Linked DNA regions of Mus musculus: region 2 is linked to region 1. The links are chromatin contacts, called in public promoter capture Hi-C maps. All regions are on one chromosome and are shown on one strand. The core of a region is the stretch at or near the end of the contact, and the rest is flanking DNA. Distances in the headings are between cores, read along the strand shown. Region 1 holds the start of Slc9a4 (solute carrier family 9 (sodium/hydrogen exchanger), member 4). Region 2 holds the start of Mfsd9 (major facilitator superfamily domain containing 9).

The links. Promoter capture Hi-C pulls out the DNA fragments that hold promoters and counts their contacts.
Region 2: a contact with region 1 is called in a promoter capture Hi-C map of embryonic stem cells, with 2.4 times the contacts expected there. The contact joins the promoter of Mfsd9 here to the promoter of Slc9a4 in region 1. A contact is called at or near these places in 9 of 39 promoter capture datasets (the 3T3-L1 cell line, 3T3-L1-derived adipocytes, cranial neural crest and 4 more), 3 of 484 Hi-C or Micro-C datasets (cerebellar granule neurons, forebrain and muscle stem cells), 4 of 115 datasets of contacts at active chromatin or transcription factors (bone marrow-derived macrophages, embryonic limb bud, forebrain and 1 more) and 3 of 9 other capture datasets (adipose tissue, embryonic stem cells and liver).

What each region holds. Positions count from the first base shown.
Region 1 is chr1:40,578,779-40,581,478 of GRCm38.p6, reverse strand. It overlaps Slc9a4 (solute carrier family 9 (sodium/hydrogen exchanger), member 4), which reads right to left and starts at 1,252. Exons shown (of 12, transcript NM_177084.3): 1 at 708-1,252. The coding sequence starts at 963. It overlaps Gm35801 (predicted gene, 35801), which reads left to right and starts at 817. Exons shown (of 2, transcript NR_168311.1): 1 at 817-1,023.
Region 2 is chr1:40,789,100-40,792,060 of GRCm38.p6, reverse strand. Mfsd9 (major facilitator superfamily domain containing 9) reads left to right here and starts at 1,404. Exons shown (of 6, transcript NM_172499.2): 1 at 1,404-1,576. The coding sequence starts at 1,442.

The DNA of each region.
Region 1 (2,700 bases), core at 3-2,502:
CATCCCATCCCCAGAAGTGGAAGATTCCATTTCATTTCAATGTTATTCTTCCAGATGTTTCCAGGAACAGTTCCCATAATATTCTAAGAAGAAAAAGAACTTGCAAAGTCAGAAGTGACTTTAATTATTTTTGTTGTATAATATCTGTGTAAGCAAACTGCTAGAGATGTCTCCCAACTAACAAAATTACAGTTCTGTGGCTAGGAATGAGTAAAAGACTATGTTAGAAAATAAATGTTATCTACAGGGGAACACCAGGGCCAAGAAGTGGGAGTGGGTGGGTAGGGGAGCAGGGTTGGGGGAAGGTATAGGGGACTTTCAGGATAGCATTTGAAATGTAAATGAAGAAAATACCTAATAAAAAGGGGGGGGAAGGGGAATGTTATGTAGTCTTCAGTATTTCCTGAATACTGTACACTTTACATTTTATATTCTTTTAAACATATAGCATAAGATTTTTATATGACAAAGAAAACACATGGTTATCTTTTTGAAATATGAAGTCAAAACCATGCAGGACCTGGAAGTATGCGTTTAAATTTCAAACACAATCCTGAAACATTAAACAGCCACACTTCAGGGAAATGCGCACTACAAGTAGCAGTTACTGTCTACTTAACTCATCGTAGTCTGTCATGTAAGAGATGTTCATACATGACAACTCAGGTAAGAAACAATCCTCCCTCAACCTGTGCTAGAGGACTTACCTATCTTGGCAAGAGATGCGAGCAGTATCCAGAGGGTGACTTCATAAGGGATTTGAACATAGTCATAATCCAGTTCAAAAACAGATATCCCTTCATCGGGGTCTGAGCTAGAAGCAGCAAACCGAGCATCAGGTGCCTGCTGGGCAGTGGGATTGGAGGACTCATTAACATACGATGTTGCTTCGGAACGTGTAAGGACCGCCAGCAGTAGTAACCAGTTCCATAAACGAAAAGCCATAAACATTGCAGGACCCATGCCTGTGCGACTCTGACTTCGCACCTGGGTCCTGATGTATGCCACGCCTCTGCGGCACAGGTGAGTTTCCAGCTGCACTATCTGACCGAGAGGCAATCTATTTGCAATCCAGAAGTCATTTCCAAAGAGGTCCGGTGCGATGACTCTGCAGGTGCGTCCTTTCAAATCTTCTTAAAATCTACTGTGTTCAGGCAGCTCAGTTCTGGGCTCAAAGAGATATCTATAAAGAGAAATCAATCCCTCTTCATTCGAAACTGTTTCCTCATTCTCTGAACACTGGCTTCATCTTGTGAGTGTAAATTGGGAAGAGACTCATTCCGAGAAACACTGAAGTCCTTTATAAGGAAAGGATTCCTTTCTGCCCTGTTGGATCCCAGGAAGGAGCCACCTGTCCCACACCTGAGCCTCCTCACCTCCCGAGATTCTGTCTCACCTGTTTTGAACCGGTCAAAGCCGCAGGTAGCTTTTGAACCACACTTTAATTATTTGCTTTGATTTGACTTTTGTAATGAAATGCTTGTTCCGAAGGTTCTTGGCAGGCTACACTACTGACACCTAGTGGGCACCTGCAACATATCAGCCTTTGTGGCTGATAAGGACCAAGTTGCTGTCTGTTGGGTTAGCGCTCAAACCAAAGTATTTTTGAGGATGAAGAGCTGTTAGGAATTGCGCCAGGCCATGAGGACGAAATAGCACTGTCCTGGAAGACCCATAAGACTGTCTTCACAGACAAGGGAGGAGGAAGTGGCAAAGCAATGAAGATAATGAATACTTGATTTCCTGGCCAATAAATTATGGAAGAAACAAAGCTCCAGCTTTCTCTAAGCTCCACAGTGAGTTTCTCAAAGGGAAGAAACCAAAATGAGAAACTTCATGAATGTGTCTGAAAACTCAGTTGGAAAAATGTTCTCAAATACTCAAACCCAGTAGCTAACCATTGTGCCATTGTGCTCTGTCTGTACAAAAGAAGTGTCTACACAGCCTAGCTATGAGGTCCAGAATGGATTTTGTCAAAGGTTCTTTATCTGGAAGTGGGTAGTTGCATTGGGCCAGTGGAGCAGATAGGACAGTAAATAAAATTGAGAAGAAGAGGAGGAGGAGAAGGAGGAGGAAGAGGAGGAGGGGAGAGAAGGAACTTCAAAAGGCCCAAATTGCCTACAGATTTAATGTGTATTTTTCTAAAGACAACTGAAGCAAGGATGTAAAAACAACTAACGAGCTCTGCTTGAGGCCACAGCATCACTTTGAACTTTACCACGTCATCTCCCTTCCTTGTCAATTGCACCTTACAAAACCACCTTTTGATCCACTTACAAATGGAAATTATTTTTTTAAAGACTATTTATTTTATGTATATGAGTACACTATAGCTGTCTACAGACACAACAGAAGAGGGCATCAGATCCCATTACAGATGGTTGTGAGTCACCATATGGTTGCTGGGATTTGAACTCAGGACCTCTGGAAGAGCAGTCAGTGCTCTTAACCCCTGAGCTATCTCTCCAGCCTGGAAATCCTTTAAGACAGAAGATAGAAAGTAACAGCATGGAACGTAAATAGAACAACAACAGCATGGTCAGAGGGATGGGTTAGTTTTACAAATAGCCACTAGGTAGCATTTGATGTAACTATGAATTTCATTGGACATACAGGGGCTATCTTAGACAAAGGAAAGCATCAAGCAGATAGGTAAGCGTGTGTCAACCATGGATTTACAAAGTACAATTAACTCCAGGG
Region 2 (2,961 bases), core at 155-2,654, 210 kb before region 1:
ATTTTACCTGATACACACACACACACACACACACACACACACACACACACACACACACAGGAGCTTGTGCTTGCATGCACATGGGCTCACACAACTGAAGTGGGGCTACTGACAATGGTTAATAGTTCACTAACTATTAAATATCACACATCTACTTTGTTTCTGTCCACTGCTCTCAGAATGAAACCTCTAGGCTATAGATGACTGAAACCCTGTTTATTCTACATCTTTGTGTTTGGATGTTTTGGTCACACCCATCTTGAAGCCTAAGGCACTACAGACTCTACTTCTTTGGTCAGCACATTGGGAACAAGCAAAAGGAATGTATTCTAAATTCTACCATTTCGTTTTCCATTTAATCACGAGGAGAAAGTCAAGTCAAGGTCCCAGGCCCTAGGGAGCTGGGGAGTTCGCTATAGCTGAACAGCTTCTGCTGTAAGGAAACAGTTGTCTGAGTCCAGATATCTCAGGGACAACTAACTTTTCCATCTTGGCTGGCAGGGTCAAACAAAATTCATGTTCCCATGTCCAGGAACCTACTCCTATCCTGATTGATGGAAACGCCCTTGCTCAACCCCTTATCTTTAAATATGATTGACAATGTTACAGCCCACCCAGCTCCCCCTCTCTTTATGGTTTCCTGCTTTAACTATGCTATACAGTATCTCTTTGAGATCATAGTTCAGCTCTCCTGTCTTTTCTGTGGCCCTGATTGATTAATAGTGTCTTGGTTATAGTAAGTTTTTGTCATCTGCATCGCCCTGAAGTTTGAGTTCCGTTGGATTTAAGCAGATCCCACAAGCACACCAAGGCTCACACTTCCTTATGTCACGTGTCCTCTAACTTTTGTGTATCTCTCTATTGTACGTTTATTATTTACAATTCTTCATGCTTTTCATGGTGTGCTCCTGTTACTCCCTGAAGCCCAACTCTCAGCCTATTTCTGGCCTGTTTTCCTTGTAGAGCTACGAAGTGCTGACTAATGCTTACAGACTTCTTGGATATCTAGAAGTCTCTCTAAATTACTACCCATTGTTTTTCAAATGCATACGAAAGCTTCCACAGCCACCTTAACTCGTTCCAGGTCTGTAGAGCCAAGTAGGAAGTAGGGCCCTGGGTCTGTGATCCTTAAAGCCAGAACGGCTATCACTGAAGAAAACCTGGTACTAGCAAAAAGACACAATTCCTTCGTGCCTTACACCACCAGGGAGCGAGGAAAGATGGCACCAGTCACTTGTCACAGAACTTGCGATCTTGAATTAAGACGCCCGCGGTAGGTACCACCACAACAGTAGTCACACCCACCCAGCGGCGCGACCTTCCATCTGCGCAGGCGCACGCAGATCGCTTCCGCCATGGGCGTGGTCAATCCTGGGCGTGGCCACGGCGGGGGCGTGGTCTGCAGTCGGCTAAGCTGTCCGCACCCCCAGCCCTCCTGGGAATGGCGCTGGGGGTCCCGGGGCACGGGGCTTCGAGGCAGGATCTAGCCTCGGAGACCCCGGTGACAGCCACAGCACCGTCTAGTGCTGTGAGCTCCCGCCGCTTCCTGCTCTGGCTCTACCTTGTAGGCTTCTTGGTGAGTGCCCGCACCGGGGCTGGGGAAAAGCACCAAGTCTCTGCAGACTTGCACTTACCTCAAGTTCCCGGGTATTTTACACAGCTCCAGCCCGGAGTCTGAAGTGTGCTGTGAGGTGCCTCCTCTTGCCCTTTCACCACTGACCTCAGGTGTGACTCCTTGACCCTGGAGGGGTCTACACTGGAGGCCTTAAAGCTGGAGATTGGAAGTTAAGGTGAACGGCACACAATTGTCTTTGGCAAAATGGCATGTGTTTTTGTTTTGCTATAATGTCTGTGCATGTGTGTATTGGTTTGGTCCACAAATAGTCCTTTGCCCTGTAGAATGAGAAGCTTAAGAAGTTATTCTCCCATCCATCTGTTTATTAATGAAGTTTCATTACTAATGAATATTCATGAAGTTTCTGAATGCCTGCCGCGTGTGGTACATGCCCTGGAGCACTGACATCATAAGCAGTTTCTGCTTCCAGAGAATTTACAGTCTTAGTCTTGGACCCTGATTCACACTGGCTCCTCTTTCAAGGCGAGGTTTAGTTCAATAGGCCTGGTTATAAGCAGCCGGAAAAATCTTTCAGTAGGATTTCTTCATCAGGCAGACGGAACCAATTAGTTGAATGATCAGTGGGAAAAGACTTTGTGGCAGGTATCTATCTGATTGGCACTGAACCTGAGAAAACAATTCCTATTGTTCCCTGTCCAGATGAAGTAAGTCTACTCTTTTTTTCCAGACTGAAGGGTTGCTGGAATTAGGAGTTAGCATGCTGAGCCATGTAGCTAAGGAACAGAGAGGCAGCCTCTGTTTGGATTCCAAATTGTCCAACAGTTGGTAGAGGTTCCGTTTAATTAATGCTTGTTAGAATCTTGAAAGAAGTAGATTTCACCAAATGTCTGTATTCACCGAGCTAGAAGGTATTGAGTACCATGCCTGAGAGATATCTCTGCCTAAAGTATACTTTGCAGGTCCCAAGATATACAGTTTCCCTTCTTAGGCTCCCTGCCTTGACTTTAGAGAGTAATGTCCTTGCTTTTTGGTTGTACTTTAGGGATGCAGACATTATTTACTTCCACTGTGTAGTCTGGTTGTTCAGAATCCAAAGCTGGGGAGTGGATGTTTCTGGGAAAGGATGCTGACTGTCATCCACTGGGGTGATGCACGTCTCCAACCTGCTGAGGCCCCACCACAGAGGGCACGAAGGTTATATGTGGAAAAGACTCAGGCCCTCACTTGGAACATTCAGACTTCACCCAGAGGGTAGCAGCAACTACCGGGAGTTAGAATTCACAATAGTTTGGGAGTTACGATGAAATCAAGCAGTTCATACATCATTCATTCTGTGCAGCCTTCCAACACAGACTTGGAGACCCACACCCTCTGCTGTTTGCCAT